Regions from separate parts of the Rattus norvegicus genome. Here region 2 is linked to region 1. The links are chromatin contacts, called in public Hi-C maps. All regions are on one chromosome and are shown on one strand. Each heading gives the region's core, a stretch centred on a gene start, on an enhancer-like site or on the middle of the called end of the contact. The rest is flanking DNA. Distances are from core to core; before and after follow the strand shown.

Region 1 (6,497 bases), core at 2,963-5,462:
ATTCCAAATTATCACTTCCTCTTTCTCTCTCTCTGTTTCTCTCTCTCTCTCTCTCTCTCTCTCTCTGATTCTCACTCATTCTCTTATAATATTTCAGTAATGTTTATGCTTTTGTATTTGACCGAATTGCTAACTCTTCTCTGATAGATGTAGTTACGGACCACAGCATAGACGAACCTAGCAGTGTTCAGATTTCTTGGTACCCATTTTAATGCCTACTCAATGAGCTCCCATTATCCGCTGAGATGAAGCCAGGGACTTGCATAGTGAGGAGCACCTGCTGAGGGGCATGCACCCTTCTTACCCTCCAGGAACCCCACCCAATAAAAAGCAAACAGTCTCCGAACACACCCGTGCTGTGTGTTTCTAATTATAGCCTCAACCAGAATGACATCTGCAATAAAAAAGAGTGGCATTTTCTCTTTGATTTCTCATATATAAATAAATCGCACAACACTTTAAAGGTTAAGTTATGCAAAATATATGGTTATGTACAAAGGACTCTCCCTCCTTCTGTTCCCTGGAAATTGACATCCAGAACTCTATGAGTGTGCTATTTCTACCTCAACCCTGCTGCCTATCACTTTCCATTCAAAATTTCACCATAAGACATTCAGGATGCCTTGTCAGAGATAAATTCCGGGCGAGTGGGGGTATATGTAAAGTCTTTCAGTAAAATTAAATGTATTAGTTAGAATGCATGTTGTCATTCCAAGTAAAATGGGATTGAACAGCCCGACATGAGCTCTCTGAGTTTAAAATATGCCGACTTACACCAAAAGCCAGGTCTCGTGACTTTAAAAAAAAAACATCTTGCATAGGGAAATGGAATGCTAATGTTAAACTGGAAGCTTAATTTAAGGATCTACTCGGATTAATAATTTAAGATTGCTTCCCCACAAGTCTTGAAAAACCTGTTACCAGTTTCTATTCCACCTAAAGTATGCATGGAGTTGGGGTTGGGAAGCTTACTTTTATTTCTTTTTTAAAAGTAAATTACTTTAAGGAAATCAATTCCCCCAAGAAGAAGTGGATTGGGGTCTTGTAATAGAAACATCATCATGTAACCTGTGTCATCGCGGGTGCTTTATACCCAGGTCTCGACCTCAAAACCGTGGCTTTGAATACGTGACAAATGAATGTGAATGATCCTTAAGAGAGATCTCCATAACTCATTTATTTCAAAGGGATTCAGACATTCGTTCATCTGGTGTAGTCTAAGAGCAGAGCGCCTCACTCAAAACCTAGCAACAGACTGTGGCGTGCAAACCAGGGCTTCATGGCTGGCCTGGCTGTACATTTCTCCATTTGTAAATCCATCGATCTCTCGTGTGGTTAACAAACACTGCATTTTGCAAGAAGGGTACAGTAAATTTTATATATAGGCCATAAGTAGCTGTGCAGAAAGCCCTTGCCCATATGCTCAGAGCCTAAAGTGACACTGTCAGGAGCACAGGGGAGCAAGGCGGTGCTGCTGAGATGGATTAGCAGGCAGCCTGGCCCTTCTGTTTGTTTTTCCGTGTAGTTGTGCAGTGAATCAGGGCATCAACTCCCACACAGATGTATATTCTCAGCCTTGGAGGAAGGAGGCCAAGAACAAGAATTCAGACTGCACGGGAAAACAAAAATAACCATAGATGGGATTCAAGGAGGGCTTGAGCAACTGTGAGCTGAATGGAGTTAAGCTGGACACAGGGCTTGCTCACTCCAAAGCTACTTGGCTTGAACCGGAAGATTGTTTCAGCCTGACTTCATACGTTTGTCTGTACCTTATGAGTAGGACCTGTAACTCTTAGAGATTCCCCACTAAATGACTCCCGTAGTTTCTGCACACCGAAGGTATTCACATTCTCATTTTTAGAGCTGATTTTTTTTTTGGTAGGAACAGTTCTATTACACAGACAGGCAAACAGAGGGACCCCTCATGGTTATAGTTGTAAATAAAACTGCTGGAAGACATTGCCACTTGGAAACACTTCAATATTTATTGTGCTGACTTGTTCTTTGAGCCCTAGGAGATCCAACTTTTAACCACCAGGGAATGTTAAATTACTTGTTAAATGTATGTATTTTTGTAACCAGATATATCTGATAGTTTGAAATTGAAAACTGTCGATACTGAACGTCAACGTTTTTTAATCAGTATTTCTTTAATGAATTTCTTCTATAAATATACGGCTCACTGTGCTTAAGACATGGGGATGAATTAAACAAAATCCCAGTACAAATACTAGCACATTGTCATGGTAAGAATATTATACCTGATATTAATACAATTGCAGACAATGTTTTATGGGTATAGATTAAGAAACAATGTGCCTAACAAGAGTGTAGTGGCTATTCCTGGTTGTCAAGTTGGCTATATCTGGAATGAAATACCATCCAGAATTGGAAGGCTCACCTGCGATCCTGATCTTGAGACTGGGAGATACAAGTTTCTGACCTGGATCCTGGTATGGAGATCTTGAGGCTATGAATCCCAGAAGTTTAAGGCAGGGAGATCTCTGAGTTCAAGGCCACCTGGGACAAAGCAAGCCCCAGACCCAGGCATGGTCGTACACACCTTTAATCTAGGACGGACCTCCTGCTGGAGATTTACATGAGGACATTGAAAGAAGAAAGAGTCTCTCTTTTTCGCCTCCCTGCCTGCCTTGTGGGACGGAGCCACTGCTAGATCCTTGAACTTCCATTCACAGCTGCTGCTGATCGTTGTTGGGGAGCTGGACTACAGACTGTAAGTCACCAACCAATTCTCTTACTATATAGAGATGACCCATGAGTTCTGTGACTCTAGAGAACCCTGACTAAGAAAAAGAGTAATGTTTAAATTAGAGAAAATGAAAAAAAAAAAGACAACTTCTGAAATGTCTTATTTTGCTTTCCATTGCTTTACCAAAATGCTGTGACCAAAAACAACTTGTGGAAAAGTGATTCACTTTATCTTACAGTGTATAGCTCAGCACTGAGACAAAGCACGAGCAGGACTCGAGTCAGGGACTGAAGTAAGGCCACATAGGAACATGAGTTACTGGAGCGCTCTCTACGGCTTGCAGGGTGACACTGCCCAGAGTGGATTGGACACAGTCACACACAACAATAATTGATTAATCAATCAATCAAAAAACACATTTACCAAAGACATACCTATAGGTCAATCCAATAGGGACAGTCCTTTATTTGAGATTCTGAGGTCCCCACTTCTACATGTCCCTAGCTTGTGTGAAATTCAAACAAACAAAGGAACAAATAAACAAACAAACAGAAAATCCCCCAAACCCACCACCAACAAAAAAAATTTCTAAAAACACGTGCACCAAGCCTCATTCATAGGGGAAAGCAGTCTGGCTCTTCTGTTTAGAAAACAGAGCTATCTCAGGAAGAAACATTGTCTCTTTGCTGTTGGTAGAAGGGAAGGCTAGGCGCTGGGGTCTTCCTTTTTCAATGATGCTTTTATTTTAGGAATCAGTGCGTGAGGTCAGAAGTAGGCACTTTGTTAGGTATCCAGCTGCAATCCTGGTACTCAAGAGGCAGATATAGGTATATTTCTGTAAGTACCAGGCCAGCCTAATCGCCATTAAATTCCAGATCAACCAGGGCTTCATAGTGAGATCCTTTCTTAGACATCAAACAAACAACCACAAAACCACTCCATGCTTTATAAAAGGAGCCTACTGCTCTCTAGTAGCTTATGGGATGCACTCGCCTAGTCTTCAGTGTTTTCAAAGGAAACATTGCTGTCCCAGTCTTAGGAAAAACTTCCAATTTGAGAAATTCTTGTGCATTGGCAACTTAAGAAATTTAAACTGAGCCTGTACAAAAATGGTATATGTTCAGAAAAGAGAAGACATAAACATAAATATGTTTCCTACTATCTTCAGAAGAACCGCGTGCAGCTAAAAATTCCACAGACAGACAAGACAAGCTCTCCGACAGTTAGTGTCTGTTCATCTCCTTGTCTTCAGAGAACAATAGCGTCAGAATGAACAATAGTGAATTCGGAGGGAGTCACAGAAAGGAAAATGTTATCTAGTTGACCTTAAATGTTTGTCACAAGATTTCCCGCAGTTTCTCCTGAATCCCTGGCTGAAACGATGTGTAGTACACAATACGCTGTAAAATAATGAAAAACCTTACAGGTAAAAGAGAAAACATTATTTTCTTCACTAGGGAATTGCTCTTTGTAGGTGGATTTCACATTCTAATTTTTGTTTCAAGAGGTACCCCAGGATCCGACAGTGTTTATCCTACAGTAATCCTCATATGAATCTGAGCAATTTGTTGTTCTTTCTGTTTAATCTCCTACAGTCTTAAGCCACAGAGAGAGGAAAACAAAAAACTAAAAGAAAAGGAAAACAATTTTACCATTACTGAGGTTAGTGACCCTGTCCATACCATCCCCATCCTGTTGGTCCTTCTGACACTGGTATTTCTAACAATTAATCCCTTTCAGGTTGTTCTCTACTGTGTGTCTATACAAACCTCCCCCCCCCCCGCCCCGGAGATAATGTTCCTGATAAGCTACTGGAAATTAAAAGAAACAAAAGAGTTTATAGTAAAGTTATCACCGGCTTACTCATCTATAAGCAGCAGGAAGTTGCACGTTGGTATCGCACAAAGTAGTTCTAAAATGTGCTGTCATTTGGCTCAAACTTAATGGAAGCCTAGGATGGCGTTTTAATGATCGGAACAGCGACTCTGTCTAGCATCCGATACAAACTAATGAAACTGGCAAGTTGTCTACTTTAAGCCAGCAAATTCTCTGCTCTAAAAATCGGGTCTGTCTGACAAGCGGGAGGCCTCGTCTCACAGCAGAGCCAGGGGCATTTACATACCTCAGATTTCCATATTTCATATTGCTTTCCCCCCCCAGATACAAAACAACAAGTATCGATTCAATATCACCCTGCTGTCTCTTTTAATTGAAATCTTCAGCATATACAAACATGTCAAGAGTTAGTAATAAAAAGTACAACTAACAGCTCAGAAGCCATAGCTATTGATCGTTGGGGGATTAGAAAGCCTATTCTTTTGCTTTGGGGTTTGAATCGTATTAATGACTAGAGATGAAGAGACAGTACCAGCAACTGGTAGGTCCTCCCAAACAAATGTTGAGAGACTCCTTAAATATAACCTACCCCCCCACAAGAAACTCAGCATGAGAACACCTAATGTTGCAGGATTTAAGTTGTTTATCTCCAGAAAATGTAAAAGACAGACTTGGAAAGGAAATGCATGCTAGCCCCATGGTTTGGGTGTTTTTGTCTGACAGTCATGTGTAGGAAGTTTGGGTTCCACGTTGGCAATGTGAGTAGAGGTGACTCAGTCGAAGGGGACTTTGGAGAATGTCAGTACACTTCTGGGTGTGCTTGCTTTGGAAGAGGTTGGTATGTAAGACTGATCTATCCATGCTTCTTGGCTTCCTGTCTCCCTGTGGTCTTCAACCCTCAGTTCACATTGGCTAGCCAACTGAAGCCATCTGCAATGCTGTAGATCAGGCGTACCCTGGCCATTTGCAAAGTCAGTCATTCTTCCTTGAAAATTATGAACTATACATTTTTTATGTTTATTACCAATCTTTGGTTAATTTGATAAAGAAATGGATGCTGAGATAGGAGAATGCCAGCAAGAAGGAGGATGTTTCCTTTGACTATACAAATAAATGTAGATGTGCCCAAAATGAGCTCTAATGAGGTTAAAATATTAGGAAGAGTAGACTGGAACAGGCCTGGAGTTTTTAAGCAGAGTATATGGTTCTTTTAAAGGGTCCCAAACATGGGAAGACAAGAAAAAGGATCTCCAATGAAAAGGAGAATCAGGAGAGCAACATTTCAGCTTTCCCACGGTTAATACACAGAAAGGTGATTTGTTGGTGATTTTGATCACAATCTATAAAACTGAATAATGGTCACATTAAATTTACCAATCTGGCTTCTGGTTGTGAATTCATTAAATATCTTAAATTCTTCTAAATAAATCATTGTTCTTTAAAATAATTTGAAATATTTATTTACCATCATATAAAATATACATACTTAGCATACTATTCGTAATTATTTGTTTAGATACAGCAACTCCTGACCTGGTGTCACAGTATTTTCTAACTGGAGTATGTCAGAATGAATTCACAATATTTTCAACCGAGGACACTGCTCAATATTCAGTGTCAGAAGGTAAGAGATTTACCAAGGTTTACCCAGCAATGAGCAGATGGACAGTAATTATCCCTCTCATTCTACGCTTACAACCTTACGTCTATAGTGATACCCGTGAGGCTGGCACATTCAGGCCATAGAAAGGCAGGTCTTGTTAGCCTTTTGAAGAATGCTATGCGTGTATGGCTTTGAAAGTCATGTTGGTTTCTGGTCTTGCCAATAGATATATAACTAAAGATTTTATGAAAATTTTAAAAAAATGAGAGTCCTCTTGGAGAGGACTGGATTCAGTTTGCCCCACTAACACCAGGAAGTTCACCACTGACTATAATTCTTCAGGCCTCC
Region 2 (6,497 bases), core at 1,250-3,749, 170 kb after region 1:
TTGATAAGGTTGACCACTATCTCCTATGTTCCTGTCCAGCGGGGTCTCCATAGTCCTACGGATCAAGTCATATATATACGAGGCGTTTCCAGCAGTGTCGTTCACGTAAAGAAATACCAGCACAAGAGTGTGCAAAGCCTTAGGGTACCCCAGGTCACTTATGTTGACCACGAGACGGTGCAGGCCCACGTCAGTAGGTGCCGGCTTTTCTTCTAAGGTGATATTGCCCGTTACTGGATCAATCCGAAATAATCCTTTGTTGTTCCCGCTCACTATGGTATACTTAAGTTCTGCATTCATCCCGGTGTCAATATCCACAGCAAAAACTTCAGCAACCACGGAACCAGGAATGGCTGAGAGGGGCACCAACTTAAAGGAGGTGTTGGATGGTGGAGAAATGACAACTGGACTATTGTCATTGACATCCATGACATTGATAGTTACTTTTGCAGTAGAGGACCGAGGTGGCTGTCCTCCGTCAGTGGCTTTGACATCAAACGTGTAGGAACTCTGCTGTTCTCTATCAAAGGAGACATTGGACTTTATGACTCCTGAATAGGGATCCAACACGAAATTTTCATTGTCATTTAGAATGGAAAGAGTCACAGCTTTATTCTCTCCAGCGTCCTCGTCTGTCACTGTGATTACCCCCACAGTACTATACTTTGGCAGATTCTCAGACACAAAAAACTGAAAATGATTATGAGTGAACTTGGGGCTATTGTCATTCTCATCCAGAACAGTAACTATCACGGCTGCTTGGCTCTGCAGGGGAGGGGTCCCGTTGTCCCTGGCAGTTACTGTAAAAATGAACCGCTCTTGTTCCTCCCTGTTAAAGACTCTGGAGGCTGTCAGAACTCCTGTCTTTCTGTCCAGATCAAAGAAGGAGGCATTGGGTCCAAGCTGATAAACAATGTCTGCATTTTTCCCACTGTCTTCATCCGTAGCACTAATAGTTGTTAAGTATAACCCACGTCGGTTGTTTTCAGAAACTGACAGCTCAATTACAGGCTGGTTGAAAATTGGTGGGTTGTCATTTTCGTCCTCAAGCTTAACCCTTACCAGGGCAGTCTGATTCAAACTGGGCTTCCCAGAATCAGAGGCAACGATTTTAAAGCTGAATTCTTTGGTGCCCTCATAGTCCAGCAGAGACGAGGTCTCTAGCAGATACTGGTTGTCATACACTGCCTTCAGATGAAATGGGACCTCTCTTTCAATAAAACAGATCACTTTGCCATTCACATCCGTGTCCTTATCTGAAACTGTAATTAGGGCAATCTTTGTATTGACTGGATCTTTCTCAGAGAGATACACGGTGCCATTGATGGGACTTATAATGTACCTGAGGTCTATGTTTGGAGGATTATCATTTACATCTGTGACATTGATGGTAACGGTGGCTCTGGCAGGAGTGGAGCTGCCGTCACTAGCCAGCACTGTCACTTTGTGAATGGCTGTCTCTTCCCTATCTAAGGACCTCTGAACTGTAATCAGCCCAGTTGTGTTATTTAAAGCAAAGAGTCTTTTGGTTGCAGGGGCGACCTGGGCACCAAAGATGTACCGGATTTCAGCATTGCTGCCTATGTCTGCATCAGTAGCATGGAGCTGAATCACAGAGGTCCCTACAGGAGCATTCTCTGGAATATGCACTTCCACTTGACCCTCTTTAAACACTGGCCTGTTGTCATTGACATCACTTACTGTGACCTGGAGTATGGCTGTGCTGGATTTCTGTGGAGTGCCCCCATCCTCCACTTTGATTTTCATCACATAGGTATCTTTTTGTTCTCTATCCAAGTTCTGCTGAACGATCAATTGCGGCCACTTTTCTCCCTCCGGAGTTTCCACGATATCCAGTCCAAAAACACTCTGCCCATTCAGCAATTCATAATGCTGTACCCCATTGAAGCCCGTGTCAGGGTCTGTGGCTGATGGGATTGGAAAGCGACTGTTGATCAAAGTGTTCTCTGGGATGGAAATATTGATGACGGGAGACGGAAACATGGGGGCATTATCATTGGTATCCTTGACAATGATCTTGATTTTGATCAGTCTGAAAAAGTCATTGGGGAGGATCACCACCTCAAGTTCAAAGAAACACTCATTCTCCTCAGCATAAGAAGCTCCGGCACAGAGTTTCTCTCTGTCTATTCTGTTGGAGGTTGTGAAAATCTCCCCAGTGCTACTGGATACTTTCACCAGAGGGGCATCCCCAGCTTTAGAAACCAGCCTGTAGACAAGGCTGGCACTCGTCCCTGTGGCAGCGTTGATGTGAGAAATATTCAGATCCTTTGGTATATTTCCTATGGGCACATTTTCGGGCAATTCCTCTCTAATAGTGTAAATAAGTTCTTGAGCTATTGCGGAATCCAGCCTTAAACAGGCAATCAGAGCAGCCAACAGGTAAAAATCCCTCAGGTCCATGATAATGTCTTTATTTTCTTCCCTTGGATTTTAGAGTTTAAAGGTTCCCACTGAGGAATGATGCACGGATTGCAAGAGGAAGTGTGCATGGACCGGAGGAGGAGGAGGCATTACATCTCATCTCTTATGTGGAGACAGCCACTGTCAACACAATTGTACAGACAACATTATTCTTCGGCAAATGAGAACACGGTCACCAAAACATCGAAGCACACTGTCCCTGCCTATTAGTAAACATGGCAGTTTGCTGTGCCACAGTTTGCAAGTTAACTCTGTGGTCACATCACTGAATAGTCCCTGCTTGTTGCATTTGCCCAGAGAAAATGAAATTCATCTACTTTTGAATTAAGGACAGCAGCAGCTATTTTTACCTGGATCCCCCCCCAACCCCCACACTGTTTTTTTCCCCACAACACTGTTTAATTCAAAGCATACATTCTTGTTCCCCCTCAACCCCCGTTCAATCCCCTTCCTGCTCTCTAACCCACCTCCCCTAGTTGTTTGAGACTGAATTGAAAGACCTCAAGTATTTAGGTACGATTGCTGCCAACTGCTTTGTCACATGTTAGATATGAGGTGTTTTCTTCTCTGCCACACTGAGTCATCTCCTCCTCTCAAAAGACTGCTTTTTTCCTTCCTCCCAGTTCTTCAACTGTCTCATAATCCAACCTTGCTGGGAAATGAGCATCGGACATTCTGCAGCAGCGGCAACAGCAGTAGTCACTGGCCACTACATATTCTCACTGCCTCAAAGCACCAGACCAAGACTTCACATGCCTTACTCACAGCCTGCTCTCCTTTCTCCATATGTCCACATTGCCCCGGTTGAGATAAATAAACACACTGAAACTTTTAAATAAACGTATCATAATAGACAATTGCTTATCACAGAGGTGGATCGACCAGCATGCTGAGATGGAAGTGAATCACAGCCAACATTCCTATGAAACACCACGCTATTTTTCTACTAAGCATAAAAGAACAAAAAATGCAGTTTATTAATCCGGTGTCTCATTATAATATTAGTAACATTTGCTACACATAAATACCGCAACCCGGTAACACACGTAAAAGAACTTCCGCTCAGATGCCCCTCTAACTGCAGTTTAAATGGGTGCAAAGCTCAAGGCGGCTACCCACCGGAGTAAGACTGGTCAGTTCCCAGGCTCTAAGCTTATCTGCATTAGGCTACACAGTAGCTGATGCCCGCGATTAGTTCCAGCAGAGTGGTGCAGGTGGGGTTGCAGATACAACCCAGTAGGTGAGCTCTGCCCCAGCCAGCTACCCAATTACAAACACCTCTCATCTACACCGAGGACATAACTAAAGACGGCATTTCGAATTGTTAATGCGAAACTTTACACTTACGTTAGTTGCCTCAACCTTGCCCCTTTCCCAGTAGGCTGCAGTTAAGAAGGATTTGTTCCAACACATAGAAAGCCATGCATCTGGTAGCACCAGTTTGGGGAGAATTCAGAAGCAGCAAAACGTTTCCTCCTTGTAAAATGTGTGGCTTCGGGCTGGCAAATTAGCAACTCCCGAGAACAAATTCACAGATTTGTCGTTAGTCATTCTCTCCACATTTCCTCGCTTTTACCCACTGGGTCTGGGCTCTTCTGGTATTTAACGCACGCCACATCCAATTGCACTACTTCAGCTCGGGAGTGTATCCCACAGTATCCAGCCTACCATTTGCATCCGATGGCAATACTGCTGAAGTCTTTAACTTCTGGTAGGAAACGTCAGAGTTGGGTGATGGTGATTTTCTGGATGTTTTCCCGGGGTGCCAATTGCCCGGCAAATTCTTAATCCGTGAGCTCTTTCGCGCTCCAGAGACTGAGGCTCTCCTTCCTACCTCGCGTACTCTTCGCTTTTCCCTTCTCTTCTACCCCCTTCTCCTTCTCCCTCTCCTCTCTCTCCTCTCTCTGAACTGAATTTCTTGATATAACTCTCAATAAGCCCAGAGGGAGGGCGTGACGGCCGAGGCCCCACCTCCGGGCCCTGATTGGCCAGCATCTTGCAGTGCGGGAGGCTGCAGAGGGCTGCGGGAGGGGGCGCGGAACAAGGCGCTGACTGTCTCTAGCCTCCCCTCCCCAGCGCCCCTCGGCAGCCGCGAAAACCTGGAGAAACGATCCCGGTCCCGGGAGAGCTGTTTTCAGGACGCGCACTGAGCATGCCCGGCAGGGGCCAGCACCCAGGGTGGCTCGGGAGCTATCGAGCTCCTACCGAGCTTGCCGCGGCGGAGCGAGGGCGGTGCGATTGCACCCGAGCGAAACCCGGGGACCTAGATTCTCGCCACCGGGTGGTGAGGGTCATCGAAGGCGCTCTTTTCTTGATGCATTTCTGTCTGCAAAGTGGAAAGGGCTAAATTGCAGAGCCGGCTGAGACTCGCAGCCACCCTTCAGTGAGGAGTTCTGGCCAGCAAATCCTGGAGCGCATTAAACCATTAAACCGACTCTGTGCGGGTGCTGCAAATTGAGGCATTTGCTGGCAGGGATATCCGAAGGAAGGGCGAACAGGGCGGAGAGCTAAAGATAGGGCAGTAGATATTTGAGTCTCGGTGGAAAATGGAAAGAAAATTAATCTGGGCTTTTACTGCGTGCAGGGTCACTGAAACTGCCTGGGGAAAAGGAACGTTGTAGCTGGGGTCTCTGGGCGCAACCACCGACAGTTTGCGGTGCAAGAAGTCTCCTTTCCCGGGAGCTGATCGAGCTTCGGCGCTTGATCGAGGCAGCCTCTGTCCTGCCTTTGCGTCGCAGGGAACCGGAAAACCTAGCTCGCCTGAACCGAGGCTGCATCCGAGCCTGCTGTCAGCTCACCTAACTTCGAACTTTGCTTCCGACTGGCTGGAAGGAATCCCAAGCAGCTGTTAGCCAAGCTGCAAAAGCTCCTTACCCCTCTACACTTTCCGCTGGACTCATTTCCCTGCCAGGCATGTGTCTGACTCCAGCTTTGTAGTACATCCTCACAATTTTGCGTCTCGTTTTTCATACCAGGGCTGAGATACCAGGATGGGATACTTCAGAAAGGGTCATCCTGATTCCTGTCACGTTCCCCAAAGCCACACTCATCTTTAAAAACCAGTAAGTTAGGTAGGTTTGGCTTCACCTGCGCCAGACAGGAGCCTGAGTAAAGTTTGATATAAAACGCTATTAGTTTAATAACAGAAAATTTCCCCCTCCCCCACCCAATGGTCTATAAAGGCTCTCCGAAGAGGTCTTAAGGCTTGGTTGACTTTCGCTAAGTTGGAAAAATAAAGGGCATTTATTTTAAAGCTTGTGTTTATTGCAATGTAATAGAATGCAATGGCTTTAAATTTAGGCTTTTTAATTTGGGAGGAATATCAAGTTTTTTTGACTATACACATTTTCTTTTAAAGCATGGCCATTTAAATTTTGATAATAAAAAAGTAAAAAACAAATCAGGGTTTCCAAACTCTCCAGTGTATAATCTGGATTTTAGCTGCCCTGTTTGGCATTACACCTTTTCTTGTATGAAAATGTAATTCCAGTTTATTACTAAAACTTTTCCTCAGGTGCATCCTCACAGGAAAAGTTTAGTGTCTAAAAGTTCATCCCCTTGTGTGGTAAAGCATTTTTTTTCTTATAGGCAATGTGTTGGTGGTGTTTGCATTCGGTCAAAAATGTTAAATTAAAGTTTAATGGGATTAGGATAAACCAGGTTTAAGGAAAGAAGACCCGTATGTATCCAGATTCAAGAGGGGGAAAAATCCTCATAAAACAACGCTAGTGAGTTAAAGGCTGATTCTTTTACTTGAACTGTAGTGAACACTCTTCTGCCATTCACAGAATTAAAGCTAATGTAGCTCGTTCTTATGCTTGCGTGTTTTCTGTGGTGAACTATTCTGATATAGTCACAATAAACAACAGCGCAGCAACTTTCCAGCTGATTTCGTGAACAATGCAATGATACGTTAATCATATCGCAGTCATTTCCAAGTCACGCAGTGGCAGCGCATAGCCTAACAATTATTATTTAACCTTGTTAGTAAGCAGGGGTGTTACTCTCTGTGAAGAGATGGCTTCACTTGCTGGCTTAGGCCGTTGCATACC

Evidence for each region. A called contact is a pair of places that touch in the nucleus more often than the background predicts.
Region 2: a Hi-C map of frontal cortex shows a contact between it and region 1, with 1.7 times the contacts expected there. The contact joins the promoter of Pcdh9 here to the enhancer-like site in region 1. A contact is called at or near these places in 2 of 12 Hi-C or Micro-C datasets (Schwann cells and frontal cortex).

What each region holds. Positions count from the first base shown.
Region 1 is chr15:76,468,504-76,475,000 of GRCr8, forward strand. All of the region lies in intron 1 of Pcdh9 (protocadherin 9), which reads right to left. Among named protein-coding and RNA genes, the nearest start is that of Pcdh9, 170 kb to the right of the region's middle. Within about 2 kb of position 4,213, at least 24 of the 93 cell types and tissues checked have an H3K27ac peak or open chromatin away from gene starts, as enhancers often do.
Region 2 is chr15:76,641,453-76,647,949 of GRCr8, forward strand. It overlaps Pcdh9 (protocadherin 9), which reads right to left and starts at 2,500. Exons shown (of 4, transcript NM_001191688.1): 1 at 1-2,500. The coding sequence starts at 2,424.